Linked DNA regions of Mus musculus: region 1 is linked to region 2. Evidence: chromatin contacts called from public HiChIP or PLAC-seq data. All regions are on one chromosome and are shown on one strand. Each heading gives the region's core, a stretch centred on a gene start, on an enhancer-like site or on the middle of the called end of the contact. The rest is flanking DNA. Distances are from core to core; before and after follow the strand shown. Region 1 holds the start of Vwc2 (von Willebrand factor C domain containing 2). Region 2 has its middle 840 kb from the start of Abca13.

Region 1 (5,938 bases), core at 2,326-4,825, 1.1 Mb after region 2:
GCTCAGCCATTTAGTTAGATGTTATTTTCTAGGTGAGTATTAATACCCTAGAGCTATGAAAAAGTTGAATGTTATAAGACAGTAATAGAGACATAAACCATGCCTAGATGGAGAAGCAGAAGGCAAGATTAATTTTGCCTAAGGGGACAGAAAAGGTGACCCACCTGCTTAGAACCCACATGTACTGCTAGTGCTCAGAGCTACCCTGGAGCTGATCACACATACTCATCCTGGCCACTGATTATAGCTGTACTGCCACAGACCAATTTAACTCCTGAATGGAGAAAGAAAGGGGGAAGGAATAAACTGGGTTAAAATTCACCACAGGAACAGCAACGTAGCTCTCTATTCACCCAAACTACAAATCCTAAACACTTGTAGATTCTTTTTTTCTTTTAAAGATATTAGAACCCCATGTTTTAAAGCTAGGCTTGGTGGAGTTGGATAAGGCAGGTGTCACCTTACTCCCTGACAAAGGCCTTTCTGCTGCTGTTATTCACTCCCTAACCTAAAAGACAAAATAAGGAAGAGAGGGAAAGAGAAGAGGAAGGAAATTGAAAAAGAAGAAAGGAAACATGAGAAGCAGGGAGGAAAATGGACCTCAGAAAGCCACTGCATCAGCAAGAGATGAAGGACAAATTCCTGCTGTGCTGGCAAAATCTCCTTTGTTTAGTTGTTGTGTATAGGGGTTGTGGTATGTTATAAGGAGGACAGTATTGCAGTGACAGATCTGATCATGCTCTTTTGGAGAGGGTTGTAGAAGGTCTTTGGAACTTGGGGCTGGGAAAGCCATTGAGTACTCAGAGACCAATGGGATACTCCTAGGAACCTTGGGAGCTAAGAATCCTGAGAGAAATACAGATGATAAAATCCTGGTCTGTGGAGTTTTAGAGAGGGAAGATTAAAGATTCCATCCAGATCGTACACTATTTTGAATTAAGAGTCTGTGTTTCTGGTCAGCTGGAGCAGAAGAAACAGAAATGATTAACAGCAGACCAACACCACTGAAGCAAAACCTTTGCTTTACTGGAGCAATTGGTGCTGATCAGCTGGAGCTAAGAGATAAACACTGTTTAAGAAGAGATCAGGATCATCAAGAAAAACTCTTCTGGGAAGTCTTTCTTTGGAGTCGGCACAGAAAGTTGTGATCCAGAGGCAGCCAAGGCTGTTCCTTATTCCAGCAACCTAACTTGGTAGTGTCAAAGTCACTCATGTGATGCCAACGGATGTCAACGGATGCAGCCTCCGTTGCAGTCAAAGCCCCAGAACTGAATGTGTTATGGAGGGAAGTTAAAGCTTGATCCTGAATAGCATGGTCAGAGTCCCCAAAGAAAGCCCAGGAAAGGCTGGAGATGCCAATATCATGGGACAACCCCCAATGGCAGCAGCAGATGTAGAACAGAGTCAGCAGGAACCTAGGAGATAAGTTCTGTGTGCCTAACCCCCCTGAAGGAGCCCAGAAGATTGTGAATGAATCCCCAGATTTCTGACATTGAGCTTTACAGTGTTGGACTTTCTTGTCTTGCGCGCTGGACTGGCCAGCAGTAACGACGCTGCAACAGGATCCTTCTGCACACGTTTATTGGGAGAGCTTGATTGCAGAGGTGAAGAGACCCGGAGCCCAGAACTGGTGCTGCTTATATAGGCCTAGGAGAGGTGTGTCTCACACCCGGATTGGTTATGCACTATGCCTCATTTGCATGTTCCTCATCTGATTGGCTACTCTCTCTCAGTACCTCATAGAATCTCATTAACATACCTCATTTGCATGTCTCACATCTGATTGGTTATATTCTCAGTACCTCTTTAACATGCCCGGGCTAGGCAGTGACTTGGCAAAAAGCTTTACTGCATATGTACACATTGGTTGTTTGTCCAAACTTATGAGTGGTGGCCAGCAGTAGCCAGCGCCACTCTGCAACGGCACATGTGGCTTCCCACAGGACTTCAGTTTTTCTTTGTTAGAATTGTGACTTTGCCCTGGTTCTTCCCTCTTGGGATAAAAAAATAATAATAATAATAACATTTAATTTCATAGCTCACAGTTGAGAGACTTGAACTTTCAACGAGATTTTGAAGTTTTATAGAGACTGGATTGCTAGAGAGGCTTTGGATTCTAAAAGAGACAAGTTATTTTAAAGAGACTGATTTTTAAAAAGTGCTTGGACTTGTAAAGAATGCAGAACTTTCAGTTATGTATGTTTTATATTGCAATGTTAGTTTTCTTTGGTTTATAGACACTGGGTTTCCCTATGTAGCTCTGACCATCCTAACTCACTCTCTTGCTCTGTAGAGCTGGCTGGCCTCTAATTCAAGATTCACCTGCCTCTCGGGGATTAAGGTGCTGGGATTAAAGGTTTATACTACCACCACCTGGCACAATATTAATATTAACAACCCATCTTGGGAACAAATGAGAAAGGAAAGGTTCTAACTGAAAAGTGATGGTCTGTATGTCACTTGACAAGGGGTTAATCGTCCGGATTGGTTTTTATTTTAACTTGAGACAAGCTGGAGTCATTTTCGAGGAAGGAACAGCAACCAAGAAAATGCCTGCATAAGATCAGGCTGTAGACAACCTTTATGACAATTGTCTTAATTAGTGATTGGTGTGAGGTAGAAACCCATTGTAAGTGGTGCCACCCTTGGACTGTCAGTCTAAGAAGGCATGCTAAACAAGTCTTGAGGAACAAGCCAGCAAATTATCTTGGTCATAGAGATTCCCTAAATTTTTGCCAGTGTGCATGTGGCTATATGTAAGGAAAAGCAGCCTCCCAAGGAATTTCCAGGTCTTATTCTTTCAGGTCTCCACTTAAACCTTGATTCATCAACTACACAGAGGCGGAGAAAATAGTTCCTTCACTCCCAAAGGCCTGACCCTGCAAAGTTGTGTGTCCCTATCTGAGCACCGTTGGCATGGAGAGTAACCACTGTCCAAGAAATAGATATTTCCTTAGACATCTCACTTTGGAGATTAATTTGAACATATACCACTGGCCTTTAGTCCTTTATCCAAGAAAGGAAAAAAAAAAAAAAAAAAGCAGATTCTGCCTTCAAGATCAAAGGGGAGCGAACTGACATCAGCATTCGAAGAAGCCAGCAGCAGCTGCAGCAGCCAGCCTCTGTGGTAGAGGAGAACCAGAGTGTATGCTGTTTGAAATCTTCCACCTTTCTTGTTCGTCCTTGTCTGTTCCTCTGGGTTTCTGGATGTAAAGGTGGAATAAACCTCCCTACAGTCTCTGCTAACACATCCTTGGAATTCCAAACTCAACAGTTTGGTTTACATTTCCAACAGCAGCAAAAGCAATCTGTTCACTGAGAGCAAAGCCAGAGGGGGCCAATTAGGGGAGAGGATTTTAAAGAAAAGAATAAACAGAAAGAAGAAAAGCTAAGATGAAAGGTCCAGAGGGGAGTGAGTGACAAGTCTGAGAAGGAAGCCTGAGTGAGCCTGACAGGTGGGCTGAGCAGCGGCTGCCAGGGCAGCGCGTGCTGCTCAGGTTTCCTACCCACCGAGGGCAGGGCAACGCCAGCCCTGGTGGCGACGCCTCGTGAGCGTGGGCAGCGGAGGAGGGAGCGGGGTGTGAGCCCTACGCTAGGCAGCTGCGACAGGCGGCGGGCGTGCGGCTCTCAGCCAGCCTGAATCCCATTGGCCCTCGGGACGCGCTCCGAGCTGCTCCTCTCCCCCAGGGCGCAGAGGCTGCCCACTGGTCCGCGAGCTCGGTTTGGAGAAATTCTTTGCCTGGCTAGCAAGGAGAGCAAGACTGGGCTCTGGCGACTCCCTAGAGCACGCTTCATGGTGGAGACTCAGGGAGGAGAAACCCAGGGATGACAGGCAGAAGGCAACACGGGCACTGACAGGACTCCAAGAAGGCTACCGGCCACCAGCAGCCAGATGAACAGGCTGGGTCAAATGCTCTAGCTAGGTGCATGCGCCTGGTGGAGCGCGCAGGTCGGACTGTGCTCTCCGCGGTCCGCCCTGCGCTGGTGCCCGGCCGGTACCAGGATGGGCACTGGAGCCCCAGGGCCGCGCCCGCTACAGCCCGGCGTCCCTCCTGCGTCCTGAGCTCATGTATGTAGGTGCCACTCCGCCGGGGTGAGGGTGCATGTTGGAGGTCCGCACCGCAGGCATGGGGACGCCCCCGGAAAGTACTCTATGGCCGATCTGAAGGAGAGGACCCCTTCCTGCCTGCCAAGTTTTAAATATGGGCGACTCGCCCTGAGCTGAGGTCCACTGGCATTGGCGGTGAGCCAGAGGCCAGCCTTAATTGGAGTCCTAATAGAAAGGGCTGGCAGAGATAGAGGGGGACAGAGGCACTGGTGCGCACGGAGAGGGTGAGTGTTTGGCAGAAGCAAATAGAGACTGGAATGTCTGTACCCAGCGATGCCTGGGGGGCTCTAGACTCCTTTGGGTGGCAGAAACTTTGAGATCCACAAAAGGCTGGAAGAGGCCCTTCAGTAAGATAGCCTTGGCCCTAGTCCTATGACCCTGCACTCCCCTCCTTCCTTCTCAGTACTCCCTGGGCGAGCATCACTTATCCATCACCAAGACCCCTCCAGGTTATTTGCTACTCCAAGATAGCGCTCTAGCCGGAAGCAGCGCTCACAGTCACCCTCCACATCTCCTAGTGAAGAGCCAATACTGGAAGTGGGGTAGCGGCTAAGGAGTAAAGCCTCAGGAATCCTGGACCCGGCCAACCAGGCAAAGCCCAGATAGTGCCTAGGTTAGAGAACAGAGGGGCATGTACTCCCTAGAGAGCAGGCATCTAAGAAGTTACAAATGAGTTGTGGGGTCTTCAGAGTAGCAGCAAGGTTTTGGTTTTGTTGGAAGGGGGTGTTTTTCTTTTTCTCTCACTTCTCCCCCAGCTTCCTTTCCATGCACAAACCCCTTGGGCAGGAGAGGAAGGGTTTCTCTTTAATTTGCGCGCACGTTTGTCAGTCTCCAACTCCACTGCGGAATTCTCTGTTTAGAAACCTGCGGGAAATGCGGCCAAGACTTAGGGAGGGCCAGCCCAGGTGCCAGGATTTGAGCTTTGAGTGCAAGCCTTGCAGCCCGCACCCGCCCGACTTGCTGCATTTTTCTGGGCTCCGCATCCTAACGGTGACCATCTCCAGCACTAATCTCCACTGCAGGAGACCCTCGCGGCCGGTGTTTTTCTCCAACTTGGCTTGCTGTGTATTCCTGCACATGTGTGATGTCTGAGAACCTCGTTATATACCAGACACTGGGCAAGTTGCCCCCGCCCCCGGCGTCCAGCTCGTTAATCTAGAGGGATGCTAGAGCCCGGGCGGCGCCGGGTCGGGAGGGGGCTACGGCGGGGCCGAGGTGCGCGCGAGCCGCGGAGCTCAGTTGTACTGCTGTTCTCTCCGCAGGGACGGCGACTCCAGGCTGGCAGCGGCGCGCCCCCGGGCTGTGAATGCGACTCGCTCATCGTCCGCGCTCCCCGCCCGCCCGCCCGCCGGGACGTGGTAGGGGATGCCTAGCTCCTCTGCGATGGCAGTTGGCGCGCTCTCCAGTTCCCTCTTGGTCACCTGCTGCCTGATGGTGGCTCTGTGCAGTCCGAGCATCCCGCTGGAGAAGCTGGCCCAAGCTCCTGAGCAACCCGGCCAGGAGAAGCGCGAGCACGCGTCTCGGGACAGCCCGGGGCGGGTGAGCGAGCTCGGGCGCGCCTCGAGGGACGAGGGCAGCAGTGCCCGGGACTGGAAGAGCAAGGGCAGCCGCGCGCTCTCGGGCCGGGAGGCGTGGAGCAAGCAGAAGCAGGCCTGGGCTGCCCAGGGCGGGAGCGCCAAGGCCGCGGACTGGCAGGTCCGGCCTCGCGGGGATACCCCACAGGGGGAGCCCCCGGCCGCCGCCCAGGAAGCTATCAGCCTGGAACTCGTTCCCACACCGGAGCTGCCTGAGGAATACGCCTACCCGGACTACCGCGGGAAGGGCTGTGTG
Region 2 (6,299 bases), core at 3,161-5,660:
GAGCGGGTGAATGGTTGGTGAAGTACCCTCATAGAGGCAGGGGGATGGGGGATGGGATAGGGGGTTTCCAGAGGGGAGACCTGAAAAGGGGATAACATTTTAAATGTAAATGAAGAAAACATCCAATAAAAGGAAAAAAATGCCCTTGTTAATAGTATACATTATAATTCTAATTCTCCAAACTAGAAGTCTGCATAGCTATTTTAATCAATCACGAGTTTTTCTATTTGCTAAGTGTTAGTAAACCATCTGATCCTTGCATCTATGATTCAGATCACCTTTAGCAGCCAATAATCTGATGTTCTTTTGTTTCTTAAGAGTTTGCTGCATTTAACTTATCTGTATGAATGGCTATATAATATTACTTATCTAGATCTAAGGGATATTACAGAAACATCTTTAATAAAATACTGGGCCCCAGGCTGGGTTGTTGGTAGTTGATTGAAATCCCAGCACATGGGAAGTTGTTTTGTAAGCATTGTTTAAGATCAGCTTCGGTTACATTGCAAACCGTCTCAAAAACTGCTAAAAAGAGAATTATACAAATATTACAAGTCTCTCTGGTTTTTATCTCTGCTGAAAAATAGTCTATCATTTAGTAAATATTATTTTTCTTAAAATATTTATAATTTCAAGTGATTGCTCAAGGGACAAATTACTTCCTTAGATTCAGAAGCTGAATTTAAGATCTTGTTTTCCATTAATTGAAAGTCTACAACTCAATTTTAAAATTAAAAAGTCTTAAACATGGTAATTTTGCAAAATAATATTAATTATAAATAAATATCACAATGTAAACTTGCTTTTTAATTTCAGGAACATTTCTTTTTCAAGCTATAAAGTTATTCAATTATACACAAATGCTAATTAAGCCCAGAGGGAGGAGAGGTCTGGTTCTTGAGTGTACATTTTTGTATTATGCAAGGAAGCTATTGATTAAATCTTCATATTGACATTATGTATTTCATCTACTGGTGATGACATTTAATACCACAATGTGCCATTTATTTAACGCAATCAAATAAGAGCTATCATAGATTTTGGAGTTCAATGATGAAACAAACTCAGCATCGATAATCCAGTTCTTAGAGAGCTTAGAGATAGAGTCTAGAGTTAGCCAGGAAGTTTTAATTGAATATGCAAAGATGTGATACTCTGTCTTATTAGTAACCAACTGTTCCTCTTACTTTTCAGAGCAAGAATGTGAAGGTGAGTGTATCATGTATCATGAGGCTTTGGTCCTGCCTTGAGGGGCATTGGTCTATGCACAGACAGGCTGTTCTCCAGTCGAGCTAAGGTCTGAACTCTGGAAGGGTGATAATTCACCTACATGACACGGTAAGCCTTCCCTCATGCTCCTAGAACTCTGGCTCCTGCCTAAGTTACCAACCCCCCACAGCCCCCACAAGAGAAGCATGGCTAGAAGTCATGTGGGCATTGTCCCAAGCTTCTGACCTTCAGGCTAAACTCCTCCAAAGTTACCTAGCAACAGAAAAGATAGCAGCTCACTTTAAAAGGGGCTGTTTGGCCCCTCCTTGCTGTCTTATTCCTCTCATTCCTTTGTTCTCTTACCTCTCAATTCTCTCACCCCTCTCTCCTCTCTCTTTGTGTTCTCCTCTCCTCTCCTCTCCTCTCCTCTCCTCTCCTCTCCTCTCCTCTCCTCTCCTCTCCTCTCCTCTCCTCTCCTCTCCTCTCCTCTCCTCTCCTCTCCTCTCCCCTCCCCTCCCCTCCTCTCCTCTCCTCTCTCCCTCCTTACTAGATTTCTCTCTAGCCCCACCTCCCTTCTCTCTTTCTCCCTGCCTTTCTATAATAAAGCTCTAAAACCATAGGCAGTCTCTGCTCATCAAGGATGTGCTCACTCTTGCATGTTTGGGAAGCTCTCTTCCCTGTCTCCCATAACCCTGGGTCTACAGAGAGTAATCCCGGGCCCCCCAGGGTGGGCAGCCCCTTGTCCACCTCCTGACAAGTGGGTCAGAGGCTTGGATGCCCACTTGGGGCTGAGTGGAAAGCATCTGGCAGCCCTCCCATGTCTGCCTGTCCAGATCATAGGTGGAACTCTGTCAGGGTGTGGGTCTTTCCTCCCCCTCTTCCCCTAGGCCCCTTTTTAGTTCCTACAGTGCCTGGCCTTGTTACCTACTCATTATTTTCTTTTAGAATGAGAATTTTTATTCCACACCAATATACATTCGAGGTAAGTAACATTCACTTTGATTTCAGAGCAGCTTACATTTAATACTTTTCTTGAGTCCTAACAGACTTTGAATTTGATATTCTGAAGAGTGTCAGAACTACTGTGAGTATGAGGACTCTTGATGTGGCATTTAACATATTCCATATAATCATAAACATTTAGTGGCTAAATATAGAGTGTTATGGCTTGAGAATCTTGTTTGAATGAATAGAACATATCTAGTGATATTAGGAGTGAGAAGGCTAGGCTGGTTCCATGAGGGGTTTCAAATAGGCAGTTAAGAAGACGAGGCCTAAGAAGTGAGCAATTCCTGGCCAGCCCAGGCCTCAGAAGCTACCCCATCACCTAGCCTGAGGCAAGGAAAATGGGTCAGCAGCAGTTTCCAGACTTCCTCAGCTACTCCTCCAGCAACAGTTTCCAGACCTCCCCAGCGTGTTTCCAGCACCCACACACTGGTAAGGTAATGGAATTTCCATAGAGACGTATCCAACAGATTAACAAAGAGGTCAACTAACCTGGAGTTCCCTAATGTACTTTAAATCAAGACTGCAAGATCACTTGGTTATCTCTCTATTCTGGTAATGGGAGACCCAGTATTTTGGACTTCTGCAGAATAAGACACTGTGCTTACATACTATTTGAGTCTGGGACCCCTACAGGAGGTAGACCTTGGCTACAAGAATTCAGCAGTACAGGCAGGCTTCAGAAGTTCATGCCTATCTCTTGTAAGAGCCATTCTGCTTTCTTCCTGGACTGCTGACAAATAACTAGCCACTCCATTCTCCCACAACCATGTACAGACCTGCCTCTGCCCTCCAGGCCTTCCCAGCCAGGAATAGAATTAAAGAGTTCTTATCCATGAGGCCAAACAAAACTTTCCTCCCTAACAGTGTTTCTATGGTATATTTTGATCACAGCAAATGAAAGAAAAAAGCAACTTACACAAAGACTACAATTTCTACATGTTTAGCCACATGTATGTTTTTCAGTCCAACAATAAAAAGAGTTTTCTTCTTGACTAAGAATGTGCAAGGTACCAGTTTGTGTTCTACCCTATAAGGCAACCCAGTCAGCTACGTAGGTCACAGAGCATGAACCTTTTTGAAGGGCTGTCATAACAAGGTAAGGCTCTGAATGCGGTAAACATATATTACCAGGGACACTACTGTTTTCCAAGCACTTTGGAAGCCTCACTAGTAAAATGTACCCACAAAGTCAGTAAAACAAACCTCCCACTACAACAAGAAACTGGTCTCCAAGAAAAGCCACTCCCAATTCTTTTTATTAAGAAATGGTAGAAACAATCAACACATTACCAGCATTTATGGCAGACCTGGTAACAGCTGCCACAGACCCTTTTTGGTCCATGTCTGCATATAACAGGTCTCTAGTTGCAGGTAGACAAGGAGTCAGCAAATGACAAACAGAAGTGGCACGAGAGAGATTGTGTAGAATCTGAGTGTATTGTTACAAAGTGAACACCAGTCTTACATAATACAGAAAACAAAGGGGTAGGAAGTCACAGCAGGCAAAGTACATTGAAGTTACCTGACGTAAAACAAAGGAGTGACTTCAAAAGGACTTACAGGAACCAGGTAATATTTACAGTAAAGATAAAACAGCTCTGCTTAGGGTCAGCTATGATTTCACACCCTAGTCACAATTTGTGCTACTCCTTTGAGCACTTGTGAAAGCTCTAGAAGACCTTCTCATGAATAATGCAATACCACACACCCCCCCTATTTCCTAGGCCTTGGTAAAATTCTTGAATATGAAGGTAACTTGGCTGTACTTTTAAGTATTTGTAGGGAATCTCCATTTGTCAGAAGAATTCACCAACTTGCTTCTAATATGCAATGTAGCCTGTTATACCTGACTGTACTGAAGATTCTAAGTATACTTTGCTAAGCTTTCCCTGAGATTTCTAACTCTTATCCAGTAAAATACTGTAAGAAAGCATGCAAGACCCTCCACAGTATTGCAGGGACAAATCTGGGGCATTCTAGCTATGGGAATGCCAAGGTTCCAGGAGGCTGAGTTTCATTGAAACTCTTTGCCTCAGGACTGCTTCCAGGTTTTTAGGCCTGTCAAGTGAGTCACTACTGGAGTGGATGTAGCAAACAGCAAGAGAGACAGAGGCTGCAAGTATCCTTGCTGTGTCTGTCTGCCTGGCTGTTAACTTCAGATTTCAGCATTAACAACAACTCAGCAGAAATTTTTGTACAGAATGGATGATTTTAGGCCTGTTCATAGGCTGTGGAATTTGTCTTGGTTTGTCTCCAGCAGCCCATCATGCCTGATTGTCACGTAGTTCTCCAGGGGAAGCTGGCAGCTGGTGATGCAGCTGAGATGATGTTCTTTGCTATCTTCTGATTTCCCTCTGGCTTTTATCTGGTCCTTGAAGGTGAAATACTTTGTAGAGCATTATGTCCAAAATGTTCTCATTTTGTTTAAAACACAACAAACAAAGCATCTGTACACGAATAAAAGTGGCTTGGAGAAATGATGGTACTGGTGGTCCCAGGGCAGGGACTGGGTAGTCAGGGTGGTCGGCACTGCTGACCTCATGCATTTTACTCCATGGTATTTTGTTTTGAAACCTTGAATTACTAATTACTTTCATACACTAATCACAAATTTTGCAGTTGAAAGTCTAGCTAGATGTAAATATAGAGCAATTAATTAACTCAATTTTAAAATTCATGTAGGTTTTTAAATTGGGATTTTAAAAATTATCATGTTCATTCTATAGTTCTAGGACATATTAATTAAGTTCACTGTAGCATTTTTAGATCAGAGATCTCTTGGTGAGATGTGGTTCTATTTTCTGAGTTTTCCCTTCAGATGTCCAGGTGGAGAACAATGGAGAAATTATGGGTTCCCTGGTCTGATCCTTCCCTAAATGTGACCAGGCCTCAATGCACACACAAATGGGAAAGGATGAAGTCAAATCCTGAAATGGTGGGTCAGCAGGATCCTGGTCTAGAAGTGAATGCTATGGGGAGGAGCTCTTCTCTGAAGATTTCATAGTTACAAGTCTTCAATATTACAGACTTTTTAGACTACATTCAATGAAACCGTTTGTTCAGACAGTAGTCCATGAAACAGCTTTTTCTCATATACTATTTCATTGAATACACACACACACACACACACACATGTGTGTGTGTGTGCGTATGTGTGTGTGTGTGTGTGTGTGTGTGTGTGTGTGTGTGTGTGTGTGTGTATGCCTCTGATTCATATATATATATATGAGGAGCCCCTGCCCGCACCCCGGAGAGCAGGGGGGTGGTCGCAGGTTTGCCTTATATGGATATACCTCCCGAGAAGAGGGCCCTGACCTGCCCTCTAATTTGCTTTCCCAGCCCCCTTCCCAGGCTGGCAGCCTACCTCTGTTTCTCCCCCAGTATGTATGTATGTATGTGTATATATATATATATATATACACACACACATACACATATACGCAATATTATGTGGTTGGAAAGATGGCTCAGTGGTTACGAACATTGCTGCTCTTGCAGATTACCCAGGCTACATTTCTAGCATCCATATGGTGGCTCATAATTGTCTATGAGTTATCTGATAACCTTCTCTGGCTTCTGAGGGCCCTGCATGTACAATAGTTCATGCTTCAGGCAAATGTTCACATAAATAAAACAACAACAATAGCAACAACAAAACCCTAAAATCCTATTTGAAAAGAGCACATGAAATTGCGAAGTTAAGCTAGGGGGTATTATGGAAAGAATTGGAGGGGAAGAAGCGCAGAAGAGTTGATGAAAACTCTTATACATGTATGAATTCTCAAATAATAAGCTTAAACAATTGCCTGAAATGCAGAGATCTGCATTGTGAATGCTCACATTATAGATATATACACAACACTGGCATTTTAATTTAATATTTTTACTAATTATTTGATAATTGTATAATGGATGCAATGTATTTTGTTCATATTTCCCTTTTCTGCCAATTCTTCCCAGGTCCAGCCACCATTGTCAACTCCTCTCCTGACTTTACATCTATACACACACACACACACACCATTGAGTTTGATGTGTGCTATCCATTTATGTATAATGGTGTGTGGTCTTGTACTGGAGCA

Evidence for each region. HiChIP or PLAC-seq counts read pairs in DNA pulled down with a chosen protein or histone mark.
Region 1: a contact with region 2 is called in an H3K27ac HiChIP or PLAC-seq map of VIP interneurons, with 15 times the contacts expected there. The contact joins the promoter of Vwc2 here to the enhancer-like site in region 2. A contact is called at or near these places in 1 of 39 promoter capture datasets (hippocampal neurons), 3 of 115 datasets of contacts at active chromatin or transcription factors (VIP interneurons, forebrain and stem cell-derived neural progenitor cells) and 1 of 9 other capture datasets (embryonic stem cells).

Annotation. Positions count from the first base shown.
Region 1 is chr11:11,110,441-11,116,378 of GRCm38.p6, forward strand. Vwc2 (von Willebrand factor C domain containing 2) reads left to right here and starts at 3,576. Exons shown (of 4, transcript NM_177033.3): 1 at 3,576-4,069; 2 at 5,371-5,938. The coding sequence starts at 5,474.
Region 2 is chr11:10,025,766-10,032,064 of GRCm38.p6, forward strand. No RefSeq gene overlaps it. Among named protein-coding and RNA genes, the nearest start is that of Abca13, 840 kb to the left of the region's middle. Within about 2 kb of position 4,411, at least 3 of the 459 cell types and tissues checked have an H3K27ac peak or open chromatin away from gene starts, as enhancers often do. A contact at or near this core is called in VIP interneurons, where this site is marked.